Regions from separate parts of the Mus musculus genome. Here regions 1, 2 and 4 are each linked to region 3. Evidence: chromatin contacts called from public Hi-C and promoter capture Hi-C data. All regions are on one chromosome and are shown on one strand. The core of a region is the stretch at or near the end of the contact, and the rest is flanking DNA. Distances in the headings are between cores, read along the strand shown.

Evidence for each region. A called contact is a pair of places that touch in the nucleus more often than the background predicts. Capture Hi-C pulls out chosen DNA fragments and counts their contacts.
Region 1: a contact with region 3 is called in a promoter capture Hi-C map of liver. The contact joins the promoter of Ankzf1 here to the promoter of Bcs1l in region 3. A contact is called at or near these places in 4 of 39 promoter capture datasets (cranial neural crest, hippocampal neurons, liver and 1 more), 2 of 484 Hi-C or Micro-C datasets (embryonic stem cells and pre-pro-B cells), 6 of 115 datasets of contacts at active chromatin or transcription factors (bone marrow-derived macrophages, embryonic forebrain, large pre-B cells and 2 more) and 3 of 9 other capture datasets (adipose tissue, liver and pancreatic islet).
Region 2: a contact with region 3 is called in a Hi-C map of B cells, with 15 read pairs. The contact joins the promoter of Zfand2b here to the promoter of Bcs1l in region 3. A contact is called at or near these places in 9 of 39 promoter capture datasets (the C10 cell line, cranial neural crest, frontonasal cranial neural crest and 5 more), 4 of 484 Hi-C or Micro-C datasets (B cells, CD8 T cells, muscle stem cells and 1 more), 2 of 115 datasets of contacts at active chromatin or transcription factors (bone marrow-derived macrophages and extraembryonic endoderm stem cells) and 3 of 9 other capture datasets (adipose tissue, liver and pancreatic islet).
Region 4: a promoter capture Hi-C map of pancreatic islet shows a contact between it and region 3. The contact joins the promoter of Dnajb2 here to the promoter of Bcs1l in region 3. A contact is called at or near these places in 2 of 39 promoter capture datasets (liver and pre-B cells), 3 of 484 Hi-C or Micro-C datasets (B cells, the G1E-ER4 cell line and memory CD8 T cells), 2 of 115 datasets of contacts at active chromatin or transcription factors (extraembryonic endoderm stem cells and memory CD8 T cells) and 2 of 9 other capture datasets (liver and pancreatic islet).

Annotation. Positions count from the first base shown.
Region 1 is chr1:75,189,532-75,193,920 of GRCm38.p6, forward strand. It overlaps Ankzf1 (ankyrin repeat and zinc finger domain containing 1), which reads left to right and starts at 2,629. Exons shown (of 13, transcript NM_026187.5): 1 at 2,629-3,146. The coding sequence starts at 2,921. Atg9a (autophagy related 9A) reads right to left here and starts at 2,479. Exons shown (of 16, transcript NM_001288612.1): 1 at 2,293-2,479; 2 at 1,292-1,349; 3 at 772-903; 4 at 581-624; 5 at 32-96. The coding sequence starts at 874.
Region 2 is chr1:75,165,853-75,170,268 of GRCm38.p6, forward strand. It overlaps Zfand2b (zinc finger, AN1 type domain 2B), which reads left to right and starts at 2,794. Exons shown (of 10, transcript NM_001159905.1): 1 at 2,794-2,855; 2 at 2,979-3,054; 3 at 3,333-3,427; 4 at 3,648-3,779; 5 at 3,913-4,064. The coding sequence starts at 3,000.
Region 3 is chr1:74,585,970-74,590,322 of GRCm38.p6, forward strand. It overlaps Bcs1l (BCS1-like (yeast)), which reads left to right and starts at 2,320. Exons shown (of 8, transcript NM_001305652.1): 1 at 2,320-2,424; 2 at 3,517-3,909; 3 at 3,991-4,130; 4 at 4,296-4,353. The coding sequence starts at 3,590. Zfp142 (zinc finger protein 142) reads right to left here and starts at 2,059. Exons shown (of 9, transcript NM_001310668.1): 1 at 1,595-2,059.
Region 4 is chr1:75,233,620-75,237,790 of GRCm38.p6, forward strand. Dnajb2 (DnaJ heat shock protein family (Hsp40) member B2) reads left to right here and starts at 2,804. Exons shown (of 9, transcript NM_001159883.1): 1 at 2,804-2,970; 2 at 3,233-3,329; 3 at 3,836-3,945. The coding sequence starts at 3,265.

The sequences.
Region 1 (4,389 bases), core at 1,379-3,878, 600 kb after region 3:
TACCACAGCATGAATCCCTTCGTATACTTACATGAGTTCAAACATCTCTCCAATGAGCATACATGTGAAGCCATTCTTCTGGTGGAGATTATAAACGTGTAAGTGTTAAGAAAAAGTGGCCGGTAAGCAAAAGACACCTAAGAATACAGACTTTGATGTCCTCACACTCCCAAGCTGAAGTCCTGGCTCTAGAACTCTCCGGAGTGTGATCTTTAACAGGTCACTTCCCTAAGCTTTGCCCACAGTGGCAAACTGATAATAGCCATTGCTACCTCTTAGGGTTATTGGGTCTAGGAGCATGCATTCAAAGTATTCAGCACTGAAATGACAGAGTCGAAAGGCATTATTACCATTAACAACTTACACCCTTAGAAAAGCTCTTCATAAAGTAACACAAGTACATAGAGCTCTCAGCTAATATGAGGTATCACTACTTTTAGCAATCGTTATTTCAATATGAGTTTCATTTCCCTTTCCATGGACCGGAGTGGAACGCATCCCTGTTTCCCATCAGAGACCTCCCTCGCTCAGAGACAGGCTAAAAGGTGGAAGAGCTCCAAAGCAGAGACACAAAGGATATTCGAGAGAAGAAGAGGTCAAGGTTTTCAATGTGGTGCCAAGGTGCTGTGGACACAGGAGCAGAGATGTCAGCTCCCTGAAGTGGCTATTCTCCCCCCCCAGCCTCCCCCCTCCGCTTGCCCTGCTCACTCAGGGTTCCTCCAGCAACTTCCGCCCATGCCCCTGCTCTAGCTGTCATGTCCCAAAACTCACATTTGCTCCCCTCGGCCACATGCACCAACAGGTCCTCTTCCCCGGGGGGCGAATCGCTATAGGAGGCCTCTAGGCGCTGGTATTCAGTGTCAAACTGTGCCATCACCACAGCCCCCTGTCCACCTTGTTAACCTGCCAGTGAAGAGAACCCGGATCAGATCCAGGCACTGTCTCCTTGCTGTCCTGCCCACCAGGCCAGAGGGAATGAGAAAGGGATTTGTTTTTTCCCACTAGCATCCTTGACTCAGAAGCAGTACAGGGATAATATAGCCCAAGAAGCACAGCTAAGCTTGGGACTTAAGGGGGCCTTCACCCTGGTCCTGAATCCCAGAACCTTTTGCTGGCTTAGCTACTATGCCAGAATCTGCCCCTCTGGTATGGGGTGAGTTGTTTCATTTTCTGTCCAATGAAGAGAAAGTTTCCTCCCCTGCCCCTCCTGGAAACCCTGGTCTCTCTAGAGACTAACAGTTTGAAAGCATGTTTTTGTAAACAAAGGTTTAAGATAAGCACATGGTCCTACCAGCTCCATGGACAGTTTCTGCTACACGTCAGTCCTGGGTGCCCTGGTTGGACAGCTGCTGGAGGAAAAGGTGTCAGGCTTCAAAGAATGGAGAGTTGGGACAGAAAAAAATCCAACCCTCCCACCGGTCCAAGCCCCCACTAAGGAGGGCAGAGAGATGGGGAAGAGACACTTTGCCAGTTGTGTCAGATGTCCCCTGTTGTTCTATGTAGAACCATTCATCTACTTTGAGGATACCAGGGAGTAACTAAACTCTCTGACCCAGTGCAGAGTGAGTCAGTACAGGTCCGAATCCAAACAGCCCTTTGGGACTGTTTTACCTCTGGTCTACCTCAACTTTAGAAATCAGACATGCTTTTCGGGGTCCAGAAAACCCCGAATGGGAGTCTTCTCAAGATTTTTCTGGACAATCCCTTCTGCTTCCCTAGCATCAGAGACGTAGGCAGGCATGGCTTTTGGATCAGAATTTTCCAGTCCATGTAGACTCCGGATCCCGCTTGAATAAGTGGGTTCCCTGGGTGCCTAGTGCCAGGTGGGGTCAAGGTGGTATGGTATACTCCCAATCAGTAAAGACTCTGGGGATGGTGGATCTTGGTCCGACCTGGTCCCAGAGGGAGTCCCTTGGTTAATAATAAGAGGTGTGTGCCTCTGGAAACACACTCACCTGGTCAGTGTAGACCCAGGGCCCATGGATCTCCCCAGGAAGGGCCTGTGCCCAGGGGTGTCTGTGGATGGTGGAGGGGTCGAGCCAGATCTACAGCTGAAATCCCTGGTGGGCTGGGATGCCTCCCCAATCCCAGCCACCTAGACCTGAGCACAGGGCGCCCCAGGGTCGCCCGGCCCCAGGCCGGGGGCTAGGCTCCCAACAGCGGACAACCCGGCGCGCGGCCCCGGCGCACGCGCGCTCCCCTGGCCGCGCGCGCCCTCTATCAAAACATTCTAGCTGCGCGCCCCCGGCCCGCCCGCCGCTCCCCTGCCCCCGTTACGCATTACAAGCTCACTTGGGGCTCAGTGGGCATCCCTGGCCAGCTTGGGCCTGGGTCTGGAGATTCCAGTTACCAGCCTCGCGTGTCACCGCAGGAACCGGGATCCAGGGGATTCCAGAAGCCGGGTCTGTTCTGCTGGGCTCTGCCAGACCCGGAGCTCTAGGCCCTCCGTCTGTCATTCACTGTCACCCGCAGCCAGTCTGGCCAATGAAAAAAGTGGGTGGAGACATGGTGGCCAATTCTTAGCCCAGGGGGCAGGACGGAAGGCTGAAGGCGGGTCTTGGAGAGCAGAAGACCAATAGTGTGCTCTACGTGATGAGGGGCTGGGCTACGGGCGCGGCAGTGTGTCCCCTTCGCCTCTCCGTAGCCGCCGAATTGTTGTGGTGTTGCAGAAATCCAGTTTTCGAACGTGGTCTTGCGTGTGGCTCGGCTCTCGGGACATTAGGGGAGGCTTCTGAGGGAGGGTCGAGTGACGAGGCTTGGTGTCGGTGCTAGTAGTTCCGTTGGGTAGACTCTGACTGGTAACTCCTGGACTCGAATTGGGTCTTGGTGCTCTCCATTTCACTCCTGAAGATCCTCACGTATTTACCGCAGAACTGATTTGTGGGAGCGGGTAAAGGCTGAAGGGCATTTCTGCGTGGGGATGGCCAAACCGGCTGGCGATGCGGCAGTAGGATCTCGTTCTGGAGAGTTGTTTCTGCCCTCCGTTTCTTCTTCAGCCACGTCGCCAGCTCCAAGTGCAGCCTCAGCCCCTGCCTCCGTTTCCCTGTTGTCCCTCAACGGGGAAGCTCCACTCATTCGGGGCCTGAGCCTGGTGAGCCAAGCTCCTGGGGAGGCTCTGGCCTGGGCGCCGCGTACTTCCTGTCCAGGTATCCGGGTTGCTTTGGGGTGGACCTATGAGGAACGTCACAGGGTTCCGTGAAGTCTATTAACACGGAAGACTTACATCGTGATTTCCCAATTTAGGAATCCACACTGACTTTATGTTGGTCGGCTTTTTCTTTCCTCAATATATTTCAGCCTTGGGTTGTTTATACAGGGCTGGCCCATAAATTGTCACCATAAAGGTTTCTAGCTATTGTTTATATCTCGTTACATTAATACCACTGCTTTTAAAACACCTTTCCTAGGTCTATTTCAAATCGAAGTAGACTCCAGTCAGATATATTCCCTTTTGCTAAATATAGAATAATTTACTGATTTTCTACACTAGTTTGTCTTCGGCTGTGTTTTCTTGCACTTTTTTAGGTTGTCCACTGCAACTGGGAGTTATAAGATGTGAACATCCATTTAGGAACTGGTTTTATATGGTTAAAAATAAATTTAATCTGGGAGTTGTTAATACCCACCTGTAACCCTAGCACTTAGGAATCTGAGGCAAGAAGGAGACGTGGGACTTTAAGAAAAACCTAGACTGTACAGTGTACAGGTCTGGATTCCATCCCCAGTGCGGCAGAAGTATTTTAGGGCTTACTAGGAAGGGGGCTAAAGGGACCTTTCAGACACTGTGATGTACACCTTTCCTAGGTTTTGGTTAGGTATCAAGATGTGATAAAGACCATTCCTGGACTTGTTTTCCTGGGTGTGTGCTTGCTTAAACTCAGAGAGACCGCTATGTACACCCACAAGTTCACTTTTAAGAGCAAGGGGTTGCCCATTAACCATATCAGTGGGGATGTTGTGTTTTGTTTTGTTTTTGAGATAGGGTCTTACTGCGTAGCCTTGGTTGGCCTGGAACTCACTATGTAGACCAGGCTGACCTCTAACTCATAAGACATCTGTCTGCCTCTGCCGAGCTGCATCACCACGTCCAGCTTCAGTTAAGTTTGATGTAAAGGGATAGAAGTACTTCTAGAGTTAGCCTTAACTGTGTATCTGAGGATTTGGAAGACATGGATTCAGGAATTATTTTCCTGATTGATGGCTCAGTTTTGATAATTTACCCTTGTTAGAAGGTTCCTCAGATGTGTTGGGTAGCACTCAATAGACTGAAAAAGGAGCTGCGGGCCGGATGCAGTTCAGTGGTACAGGACATGCTTAGGATGTAGGAGATCATAAAGACCCTACATCAGAAAGAAGACTGAACCTAGTGCCATTTGTTTTCTACAAGAT
Region 2 (4,416 bases), core at 1,544-4,043, 580 kb after region 3:
GACTGTTCTGGAGCTTGCTCTGTAGACCAGGCTGGCCTTGAACTCAGTGATACAACTACCTCTGCTTTCTGAGTGTGACAAGTAACAGCATGTGTCACCATTACTTGCTGTAGGCTTAGAATTTTCAAAATCTACTTTAATAAGGGGTCTTAAACACTTTAACCTCTCTTCTAGCCACCAGAGGTAGTGGAAAGGAAAGATTTATAGGACAAAGGGAGATGTGGGCCTCTTTGGGAGGATTCCAGTCTTTATTGTCAGCATATCAGCAGTTCAATTCACATGAATCAGCAGTGGTACCTTGATCCACTCACAAACACCATTCACAAATCAGCAACAGCAGTTCAATCCAGAAGAAACCCTGAGGCTCTGCAAATTGATCCAAGTCCAAAGAAGTGGCAAGCCAGAATATTATGAGAACGAGAAGTTATCTGGTGCGTTTCTCTCTATGATGTCTCGAAGTCACAACAAGCAATGATCAGCAAAGAAGGCAAGATTAACCAATGCCACAGCACTGTTAGTGAAGATCTGCATCAGCAAAGTCAAAGGAAGACCAGTAAAGAGTGACAAGGCTAACCAATGTCAGAGACCGGTGGATTATACTTCTACTCTTTCCAAATATCCACAAGTCCTCTCAAGTATCCACTCCAGCAAAACATCACATGCCCTTTTTCCAGGCAGTTTCCAGAAAAATACCATGTGTCTGTTCTCAGCAAAACATCCTCTCATAAGACAGCTTCCGGAAAAACATCACACGACACAACTGAGTCTCCAAAGAAGCCAGAAATGTCTACTTCAACCTGGCTTCTGCTTTTGACTTTTTATTAGAAGGCTGAGGATTTAACAGAGGGCCAGAGAAATATAATTTTTTCCAATGAGATATACTATTTACACAAAATTAAACTAAACCACGTAAAATAGGTTTAGACTTTTATTATTCTTTTTCCCAATTTCCTAAGTGTTTGTACATAATCATGTTCGCATGTATGTGGTCAAATGTGTGGGGAGGTGTGGACATGTATTTGTGTGTATTTGCATGTGTGTGGTCACACATGTGGGGAGGTGTGGACATGTATTTGTGTGTATTTGCATGTGTGTGGTCACACATGTGGGGAGGTGTGGACATGTATTTGTGTGTATTTGCATGTGTGTGGTCACATGTGTGGGGAGGTGTGGACATGTATTTGTGTGTATTTGCATGTGTGTGGTCACATGTGTGGGGAGGTGTGGACATGTATTTGTGTGTATTTGCATGTGTGTGGTCACATGTGTGGGGAGGTGTGGACATGTATTTGTGTGTATTTGCATGTGTGTGGTCACATGTGTGGGGAGGTGTGGACATGCATTTGTGTGTACCCTGAGGCTTGTGGCTGATGCTGGGAATCAATCTGGCAGGTTGAGGTTGCTCTTCCTCTTTATTCATTGAGACTAGGCCTCTCAGTCGAACCCAGAGTTTGCTGATATAACACAACCAACAAGCACATGAGTGTGGCAGGCATGTAAGTCGGCAGATGACCCAAGTCAAGGTGTTTGGGTACAGTTAGAGCTGAGAACAGGGCTTCTGCCTGAGGTAGCCAGGAAAGACTGTCTTAATTTCTACCGGTCTTAGAGTGAAAATCAAAGGAAGAGGAGGGGAAAGTTGAGAGGCAGAAACTGGTTTTTTGTTTGTTTGTTTGTTTACTTCACCTGATTACTTGTTTCCACGTCTAGACCTACGGGAAGGTAGAGTGACTACCAATTCCAAGTAGGAGAAGCTGTGTGAGAAGCAAAATGTGCTGAGCCAGGAAGGTCTCAGTCTGTGGTTCCTAAAGGTGTACACCAGTTTAATGACTGCCACTCTTCAAAAAACATTCCAGAACCCCTGAGAATGTGCTAGGCTAGTGTTTTTCAAGTTGAGACATACTAGAAATGTGTTACCATTCCTTCTGGAGCTCCCCTCTGAGTCAGAAGTCCTAGGACCCAGGCATCTGTTTAAAATAGCTATGTAGTGAGTTTCACCTGAGACTGTTGTACTTTAGGTATTATGTGCCAGGCAGGGCCCAGTATGAAACAGGTAGAGCTGATCCTTGACTCTTTGATATATTTTAATTTTATCATTGAAGGGAAGGGTGTGCAGTTCTCTTGGGTTTTTCGTCTTCTCTCCTTTCACTATGGATGTCTCTTTTCACCAGGTAGTCCCCTTTGTGTGGCCGATGCCTCTCTCTCTCTCTCTCTCCCTCCCTCCCTCACCCCCGAGCCTGGGTGTCTCTATGTAGTCTTGGCTGTCCTAGAATTCGATATGTAGACCATGCTGATGTCGAACTCACAAAGATTCACCTGCATCTGCTTTCTGAGTGTTGGGAGTAAAGGCTTGAGACACTGTGCCAGGTTGGTGAACAGCTGATTTCAATGAGGTGACGTGTAAACTGGGATGGAGGGGAGGAGAAGACAGAGCAGGTGTGCTCAGATCATACCGACAAGGGCTAGGGATGTCTTAGAGGGTGAACATCAACACTAAAACCTGGAGAGGAATCTGCACCACTGAGAAACACTGTAACTCCTCACAGAAAAGAGGTAGCCTCGGTCTGGAGAAATGGCTAGAGAAAAGTAAGGTAGTGACGAAGTGAGCAGGCTAAAGGCCGAACTGCTTCCAAACCACCCTTGTCCACCGACACGTCCATCTTTGCCTTCACTGGTTGGTTCTGAAAAAACTCTTCTAAGCTTTACACCCGCTCCCGGGCGTGGCTCAACTCTTCTGGGACTCTCCGCCTGCAATCTACTGTTGCCCGGGATGGACCCGCCCAACGTGATGACGTCAGAGCGCGCGAGCCCTCGGGAGGAGGAGTAGGGGCTGCGGGCCGGCGGACGCTCAGGCTTCGGTAACCTGTGCTGGGCGGGGGAGAGGAAGGGGCGGGGCGGGGAGCCCCCCGGAGTTGCTGTGTTGCGGACGGGGCCCGGAGCGGGAGTCCTTGGCACGCTCAGCTCTCGTTTCTTCCCCGCAGCAGGCCCCGCACGGCCAGGCGATGGAGTTTCCGGACCTCGGGGCTCACTGTTCCGAGCCGAGCTGTCAGCGCTTGGGTGAGGGGCGGAGCACGCGGGAGGCGGGGCCGGACGGCTGGGGCTGGGGACTGCAGGTAGGGCCAGGAGGGTGAGCACTGGAGCTGGAAAGGCCAGGAGGGCGGGGCTCGAAGTTGTGGGCGGAGACTAGGGGCGTGGCCAAATTGATCGTGTACTGTGAAAGAGGTACAGTGTGTTGCAAATAGGGCAGAGTTTTTCCTACCTGAGTAGCAGCTTTGCGCAAGAGGAAAGGACATCTAAGTTTCCTTTGAACCCGCAATCTGACCCATTCTCTGTAGATTTTTTGCCACTCAAGTGCGATGCCTGCTCGGGCATCTTCTGCGCAGACCATGTGGCCTACGCCCAGCATCACTGTGGATCAGCTTACCAAAAGGTGAGGGGGCGATCGTGAGGGTGGCAGGGGTTGGTGTATGGAGAGGAGAGCGGGTGCAGATGCTTTCAGGATCTGTCTATTTTATGTTTTCCCCTCTTAGTTATTGTGTTTCTAAGCCCAGCACTGGGTAACTTTGTTTTTTGTGTATTTGTGAGTGGTATATCCGGGTTCTTTAAGAGATTGCTTGGCTCTCATACTGACTCCTGACCCTTGACTATAGGATATCCAGGTACCTGTGTGCCCTCTCTGTAATGTGCCTGTGCCGGTGGCCAGAGGAGAGCCTCCTGACCGTGCTGTGGGAGAGCACATTGACAGAGACTGTCGTTCTGACCCAGCACAGCAAAAACGCAAGGTAAATAAATAATGGAGGGGTTAGTGAGACAACCCAGCGTAGTATACGGACATCTGCAAACCCAAAAGGCTAGCTCCATGGGGGCCAGAGGAGAAGATGAGTTTCCTAAATAACAAACCCTGTTTCATCTCAGATCTTCACCAATAAGTGTGAACGTTCTGGCTGCCGGCAGCGGGAGATGATGAAACTGACTTGTGATCGCTGTGGCCGAAACTTCTGCATCAAGCACCGTCATCCCCTGGACCATGAATGCTCTGGGGAAGGTCATCAGACCAGCAGGGCAGGGTAATTACCACCAAATAGCCAACTTGCTTTGCTTCAGCCATGTCTTCCTTGACCAAGGCAGTCTTTATGCTTTTTGCTCCATTTTGCTTGCAGTGCTGTGGACTGAAACTAGGCAAGCAAGCACTCTGCCCCTGAGGTACTGCCTTGGCCCTTTTGTTGTTTTGAGAGGTTTCACTTCTTAGCCCAGGCTGGCTTCAAACTTGTGGCAGTCCTCCTGCCTCAGACCCTCCAGTGCTGAAATTACAGCATACATTACTTCCAGCTCCCTTTATTCCTTGGAGACAAGAGTCCACAAAGTTGCCCCGGCTGTCATTGAACTCACTGTGCCCTGTACAATTTTCAGTTTTTCAGT
Region 3 (4,353 bases), core at 1,070-3,569:
ACCCTGGCAACAAAACTGAGTGGGGTCAAAGGCTCTCTCTCTTACTACTCGATGGTCTCATTATTCCTCAGTATAGATATGATACGATTCCTTCACTTATGGTCCTCATTGACCTACCTCCCCAGGCATCCCTCCCACTCTGCCCTCCTAACCTGATGATCTGCCATTCTCTGACTCACTTTTTTGCTTACAGACCCTTCTACTTTCTCACCCCTCCCATTCAACCCATCAAAATCTCTTGTCTAGCTAGTCAGATACTCCTTAAGAAAACAAACATTTCTGCTATGAGTGTGTCCTAACATTCTTAATTTTCTCTTTTCTGTTGTCCTGAAAGCCTTTGTATGTAGTTCTGTCAGAAACCACACTGTGCTGTTGTTTCTCTATCAATCTCCCTTCCTAGATGTATAGTTCAGCTGTCCAGAAAATGGTGGTGGACTCCCTGAAGCTGGGGTGCTTGTCAGACACCTGATTTGGGGGGCTGAAAACTGAACTCAGGCTCTCAGAAAGAGCAGCATTTACTCTTAACCACTGAGCCATTTCTCTAGTCTCACACTTTTTAAAAAATGTGTTGTTAGGGATCAAACCCAGGGCTTTGTGCATGCCAGGCAAGCACTGTACAAATGATCTATCCCAATACTGAATGTGGAGCTTTGAGGAGTTTATTGGCATTTTTCACTTCACTGGACCCTAAGCATCAACAAGCTAGGTAAGTTAGACAAAATGGAAATTCTAGTGGACCAGCTGAGTTGCAGTAAACCCAGATCTTTTAAACTAAGGTATCAAGCCAGTGGTTCCTCAAATACAAGGTAAATTTCCAATTCACTAACTTACTAAAGCCTCCAGTGGGAACACAACTGAGAAACAAAGGTATTAAACTGCATGTCCTGTTCAACTCGACTGAAATAAATGAGATAATCTTTTTAAACTTCCAGGACTCAGGAGGCAAAGGCAGGCAGGTATCTGTGAATTTGAGGCCAGCCTGGTCTACATAGTGAGTTCCAGGACAGAGCTAAACAGTGAGGCCCTGTTTCAAACAAAACTGGGTCACTGAGTATGTGCCAGGTGAGAGTGGCTAGTTCTCATTCTACAGAATCCCTCCACGTAAAAACAGCACGAGGGCTGTAGGGATGGCGCAGTGATGAAGAGCACTGACTGCTCTTCCAGAGGTCCTGGGTTCAATTCCCAGCAACCACATGGTGGCTCGCAACTATCTGTTAATAGGATCCGATGCCCTTTCTCCTGTGTCTGAAGAAAGCAACCGTGTACTCACATACATAAAATAAACAAATATGTCTTTAAAAAGCATAACAGCAGGAACAGACAGCAATTCAAGAAGGAGGCAGGGAAGTGCACTTCCGTGGTCAGCGAGGCTTTTTGGAAATCACAGCCCCCACGGACTACTAATTATTGCTGCTCTAGGCGGTCTTCCAGCCCATCACATGGCCTCAGGAAGATGCGGGGGAGGAGGTAGGAGAGAGCCAGAAAGAAGTAACGTGCTTTTGAGACTGGAGAAGCAAGGGATACCGAAGCCTGGGGAACAAGGCAACCCTGCGTAGGCACCTCAGTTCCCACGCGCCTCTGGGCTTTGACTCACCGTGTAGCCTTGAGTCGATGCACTTGCCTCGCTTCTCAGGACCTCAGCTTTCCTGTCTGTAAAGTGGAGGCGGCGGCGACGACAGCTTTTACACTGTGGGGCGACAGCCAAGTCACGAGATACAGCGGAGGAGAAAGGCGTTTTGGAACCTGCAAGGCTTGGGATGATGCATCGTCACGGTTCTGGTCCTGAGGAGAGGCAGCGGATACCCGGGCGGGGCCCGGAGCTGTGACGCGACTGAGACGCCCGAGTCCAGCAGAGATGCGCCCGCGCCCCTCTCACCGGCGCGCTCCCCGCAGCACCTCCTCCCGCGGGCTCCACCTCCAGGGCCCACTCAAGCTGGAGCTAGAGAAACTTTTACCTTCAGCTCACAGCGCCCGCACTTCCCCTGGTTCCCGCCGACAGCCGCTCTCTCACCTCCTACCCGTGGGCTGGCGGGAGCTGCATCTCTATGGTCCGACTGGGACTGGAGTGGCTCCTCGGGGGCCTTTGATGTGGCCGCCCCCGGCCCAGGCGCCTCTAGGAATCTGACGTGTGGCAGCCACTCTGTCTCTCTTCAAGGCCCGTGCTACTCTATGGTTTCCCCTCTATGTCCTTGAGTACCCCCCTTCTGAAGCCCCAAAGCGGAACCATCGAGAATTGCAGGGAAGAGTGGCAAGGACTCCGTGGTGGGTGTGGCCGGAAGTAGATGCAGCAGTCCGGGGCGGGACTAGCGGCGCTGCCTCTTCGTAGGCCCGGCGAAACCATCGAGTGTGAGGGCCAGAGAGTCATGGAGGGAAGGGGGCGGAGTGACAGATTTCTCTCTCCCACGTTCCTGGAAGCGCGAGCAGGTCTGTGTATAGGGTGTCCGGGAGTCAGCTGCTGTGTGTCAGGGTTCGGGAGCCGGGGGCCAGGAGATCTTCGTCAGCGGCTCTCCATGCAAAGGTGCTTTGGAATTCTGGATCACAGCTCCGAGCCTTAGCGGAGGTCACGGCTGTCAATTCACCAGTGGGCCGGTGTGCCAGGCAGAGGAGTGGCAGTGGAGAAGTGTTGCAAGGAGAGGTGTTCTGGAAATAATTGCCATTTTGTCCCCTTAGGCATTGTCTTAAGTTAGGCTTAGTCACATCTTAATTGGGTTGAATTTGAAAAAGGCTCCAAAAAAAAAAAAAAAGAAAAAGAAAAAGGCTCCGTGGAAGAAGTAGACTATATGATCTCAATGAAAAAGAATGCCTAGAATAAAGGGGTGGGGGTCATTCGGTACCAACAGAACTGAGAGAGCTAGAAGTAGGTAGTGATTTGCTAGTAAAGGTACGCATTCTAATGTAGGCATCCCTGCGTATCCGGCTGTGGTATTTGAACCCAATGGGAGCAAGGCACCAAGGGTGCTGGAATACAAGTGACAGAATTGTAGCGTGTCTGGGATTGGTGGGTTTGGATGATGCAGGTGCTGAAGGTCCATTCAAATATCACCTCAAGAACCAAAATAACTTGCAAGAAATAGTTTAGGTGAGAAGTAATAAATGTCTGTACAGGACATTAGGAACGGGGTGTAAGGGAGAGGATATTTGAAAGACATTTCTGATGGTAAGGCATGTGGTCATTGACAGAGCAATGGAAAAATCACCTTTGCCGATTCCATTCAGTGGGGACCCTTCTGTCTAGCTCTTGCCAGGGACCAGAGTCTTGCCTTTCTAGTATCCTGATGTGGAGCTGGGTACATTGCTTTTTGGAATTGAGAAACTCTCCAAAATGGCCTTCTGGCAAAAGGTCTAACTGAAGAGCAAAATGGATTGAAGAGCCTGGGGTGTTTGCTGTGGCATTCCAACACCATTCCTACTCCACTGAAACACAGTCCTGCTGACCTGTCCATCTTGCTTCTGTGGGAGGGAGCGGAGCAAGATTGACTGGTCTAGTTTCTATACTAGTCTTATGCTTTCTTCCAGTTCTGCTACAATCCATCCCTCGGTTTTGACAGTGCCTCAGAGCCTATAAGCATCTGTGCTGCTTCTTTTCAAGATGCCATTTTCAGACTTTGTTCTGGCCCTTAAAGACAATCCCTACTTTGGGGCTGGATTTGGGCTGGTAGGTGTGGGTACGGCTCTGGCTATGGCCCGGAAAGGAGCCCAGTTGGGTCTAGTGGCATTCCGGCGCCATTACATGATCACACTGGAAGTCCCTGCCAGAGACAGAAGCTATGCCTGGTTGCTTAGCTGGCTTACCCGACACAGCACCCGCACTCAGCACCTCAGTGTTGAAACCTCATACCTTCAGCATGAAAGTGGCCGGATCTCCACCAAGTTTGAATTTATCCCCAGCCCTGGAAACCACTTCATTTGGTAAGATAGGAAACTAGGTAGGGCTCTGAGGAGAGGGTGGATCGATGGAGGAAATTGGGTCACTTTGACAATTTTATTCAGGTATCAGGGAAAATGGATCCGGGTAGAACGAAACCGAGACATGCAGATGGTAGACTTGCAAACAGGGACTCCTTGGGAATCTGTCACCTTCACGGCCCTGGGCACTGACCGAAAGGTTTTCTTCAACATCCTGGAAGAAGGTATGAGATGGGACAGGCAGGCTATCAAAGTGGGGAGGTTGGGCATCTGCTGCTTGGAGAGGAGGAATAAGGATCCGAGTCCTTGGGAGAAGGGTACCAGGTCAGAGCTCTACCTGACTGAAGCATCAGCATGATCAAGGGACTGTTTTACTTCCTTGCTCCCAGCTCGAGCACTGGCCCTGCAGCAGGAGGAAGGGAAGACTGTGATGTACACAGCTGTGGG
Region 4 (4,171 bases), core at 1,554-4,053, 650 kb after region 3:
GGGAACAATAGCATAGTCCAAGAATAATCTCATGTTTTGAGGACACTGAGGTCACAAGCACTAAGAAATCTCCTCACATGACTCCATTCTCGGACCATGCCTCCCCTCCCCCAAGAATGGGTTTATAAAAATTATACTGAGTCCTGGAAGTACATTCACCTGGCAGTATTAAAATTTTTAAAAAGAAGTTTGTTTTGCAAATTCTTTTGACTTCCTTTGTGAATGAAGAAAAGTAAGCCTTTATCTGCTTCTGCTAGGTATGTTCCATGCATTCATTTATATCCTGTCAAGTTCTAAGTATTGGTTACATAGCTCAGGCTGCCCTCTAATTTTGACCCTTTGGTCTCAGCCTCCTGCATTCTTTGTTTCTTTGTGTAGACAGGTCCTCACTCTGCAGTCCGGGCTGAGCTGACACTATTTAGACTGGCCTTGAACCTGAAGTAGCTCTCCCTCCTCAGCCTTCCAAAGGTTGAGACTACACCTCGGATTTAGACTATAGTGCAGGTGCAATGTTTATTGTATGCACACACCTGAGTCATACATAGCATCCAAGTGGCGATCAGAGGAGCCATCTCACCAGTCCTGGCTTTTCTATTCTATCCTTTTTTTTTTTTTTAATGTTTCTGAGTACACTGTAGCTGTCTCCAGACACACCAGGGAGGGCATTGGATCCCATTACAGATGGTTGCGAGCCACCCTGTGGGGGAATTGAACTCAGAACCTCTGGAAGAACAGTCAGTGCTCTTAACCACTGAGCCATCTCTCCAGCCTGGCTTTTCTTAATATCACATTCCTGGTAGGTGCTAGCCTGCTGTGTGTTGAGATGAGAGAAAGAGAAAAATAGCAAAAACTTGGAAGATTTTGGAGTAATTTACTTACTCTTGATTTGTTTAAACCAAATATAAGTACTTCTTGGTCCTTGGGTCAGTCAGAATTCGATTGCAATCAGCAGAAGCTAACCAAGAAAATTAAACCACCAACAAAACAAAACAAAATAAAGCAAAGCAAAGCAAAACTAAACTAAATCAACCATTTCCCGCCACTAAATCACCCTCAAATTAGCAACGTATGGAACTCGCATCGATTCAGTCAATGCAGGGCTGGCAGCCAAACCTCAAACAGCAGTGACAAAGGAGGTCTGGCAGCTCTGTCCCCTCCCTCCCGACAGTGATCATCTGTCCTCAGCACGGGGACAGACACTTCCTCCTCCAGGCACAAGAGGCCGCTGAAGGACCCACAGCAACCTGCACTACACAGAAGCAAATTCTTAGCCACCTTCACCTTCATCTCTCTTTCTCTATTCAGATTTGAAGTCCCACTTAGTCGTGACTTCTCATTGGCAGAACTCATCTTGTGCCTGCACCCTTAGATCAGGGAAGCAAGAGCCTCAAAGTTCTGTGGTAGATACTTCATCTCTTATTAAGGCTGAAACAACCAAAATTCCCCAAGTGTAGGTAGGAAGTCTCTAGATGTAGGCAGGAGTTCAGAAGGTGGGGAGACAGGAAAAGGGGACAAAATGACGGCAGCCTTCCCTTGGTTGGTGCTCAAGCTGTTGCTTTGATGAGATGTCCCCAGGTCACCTGTCCTGAAACACTGACTGGACTCATACAACCATTCCTGCTTGGGTCATGTGTGACACCAGAAAGCATTATGCTAATAACAGCTTCCATAAACCATGCTTCATTTGACTTCTAACAACTCTAGGTGTTACCTATACTTAAGGGGGAAAACAGGCCTTGGATGTTCCCAAGTCACACAGCAGCATCCGGTTGCAAGGCCAGGTCTCCCTGCTCTCAGAGTTCTGAGTTTCCCAGTGGGTTCTGCTGATAGGCTGTGTGTGTGTGTGTGTGTGTGTGTGTGTGTGTGTGTGTGTGACATCCCATGCCATTTTTTATCCCTCCCCCAGTGCTGGGAATTGAGGCTAAGTAAGGTCTGGCGGCTGCTGGGCAAGCACTCTACCCCTAAGCTATCCCCATAGCTTTACATTCTTAGTACCTTCTGGCAGCATCTACTAAGAAAACAGTACACTAATGTCTAGGAATTGGCCAGATGGAATAAAACAAGACCCACTTCTGGAAGGTTCCCTTTTCCTGAGATCTGAATCCAGAAATCATTCTGAGGCTAAATAGATCTACTTACGATCAGCTGTGGAAGAGAAACGTTGAGTCTACTAATTTCCTCATACTAGGCTCTTCTACCTCACCCTTTCTAGGTCAAAAATGTTAAAAGTCTTCCAAGTGTTATTCGGCTGTCCAACTGATACGTTTCAATTCTGACTAAAGACTAAGGGGATGACGAACGAAGGAGGACACAATTCTTACCTTGTATAATTTACATTCTACTGGGGGAGATAGATGATCATCAAATAAATGTTAATTTGTGGCTCTGACAGTGTGGAGAAGAAAATGCCACGAGACTCTATAAAAAGCAGGTCTGACCTACTCAGGGGAGCCAGGGCAGCCTCTTTTGAAGACTTAGCACTGGAGCTAAGCTATGAAGAAGGGTTAGGCCCAGAGGAGACTCGGTGAGTCTTGGAGGTGATGGCCTGGGGGAAGTACTCAGGGATCGTGAAGCACTTTTAGAGGCCAGCGACAGGACAGGGGACCCGCACCTAGCTTGCGGACCGCCCCTCTGCCTGTGTTTGAGAGACTGCGTCATAGCTGGAAAGATATAGCCGACTTCAGCCTCCTAAGTCCCACCTGGGAATGACGTCGCCTGGGTGAAAAACTAAAATAAACGGCTCCGCCCTCATCTCCCAGCAGCCCCTGCAGCGCCCCCGCCCCCCCCGCCCCCGCCCCCTCGTGTGACCGGCCGAGCCGGCCCTCTGAGTCTCTAGTAGTTTCCAGGGCGCTGACGCATGCTTGCGCACACAACCCAGCCTGGCGTGTCGTACGCAGTGGCCGCGAGCCGGGCAGCGGGTGCTAGGCGGTTCCCCTGCGGGGGGCAGGGGCGGGACTCCCGGCAGAGGAGGTGCGGTCCCAGCTGGGTCAGGTTGGGGGTTCAGATCGGGTTACTAGACTTAGGGGGTTCGGGTAGGGCTCCCCACTCCTGCCGTGAGATAGCCCTGGGCACCGGCCTGCGGGACCAGATAAAGGCTGCGAAGGAGCCTAGTCACTGGCCGCAGGCGTGGCTCCCCGGCCCGATTCCACCTCGAAGTGTCGCCTGCCTGCCCGGGGTTGCGGCCGCACGGAGCTGCGGTGCCTCTGTCGGCCTGACCCCTTCTCTCCCGCAGCCTGGAGGAGGGACGTCTGACGCTGAGTTGCCATGGCATCCTACTACGAGATTCTAGACGTACCGCGGAGTGCGTCCCCTGATGACATCAAGAAGGCGTAAGTGCCTCGGCTGTGTTACAGAAAGGCTCTGACCCTTGTTCCCCGCCCCCCTGAGTGCCAGGGGCCCTTTAGAGGTCTGGCTGAAGGGAGGAAGGAGACCCTTGGGAAAGTACGAAGACCAAGTCCAGCCAGGGAAGAAGAGCTGACCTTCTTTAGCGTCCTCTATACACCCAGCTCCCCTCTCCTCCAGCTCCTACATGTGGGCTTGCCCAGGTTGCAGTGCTAAAATGCCCAGGCTATGAGACAGGACAGTGTCTCCACTCTCCCTGTGGCTATAGATAGCTCTATCAAAAGAACCCCAAGAAAGGGCTTATGGCAGGGACTTTCCTTTTTACTCATATCCCTGGCACACCACAGGGAGAGAAACCCCTGAATACAGGCTGCAGTCGTGAGGTATTCTGGGATCGGGGCAGTGAAAGGGTGTTGGACTAAGCAAAAAGGGTAGTCGGTGGGCAAAGCCTACATCAGTCTCCTGACCCTCCCTCTGCACTCACTTCCTGCAGGTACCGAAAGAAGGCTCTGCAGTGGCACCCAGACAAGAACCCGGATAATAAAGAATTTGCTGAAAAAAAATTTAAGGAGGTGGCAGAGGCCTATGAAGTACTATCTGACAGTAAGGCTTGGGGTCCTGCAGGGACCGGCATGTCCCCCTGCTTCCATTCATTCTTGGTACTCCTTCCTAAAGCCACGCCTCCATCCCGTCTCCTCCATGATTTTATTTTAGATAGTGTTTAATCGCCTCCATGTTATGTCTGTCTAGCAGGGTCTGAAGAGCAATTTGGGTCCTGATCGGGGAAGGTCATAGCTTTCCTGCCAGGCCAGCTTATCACCCCCATTTT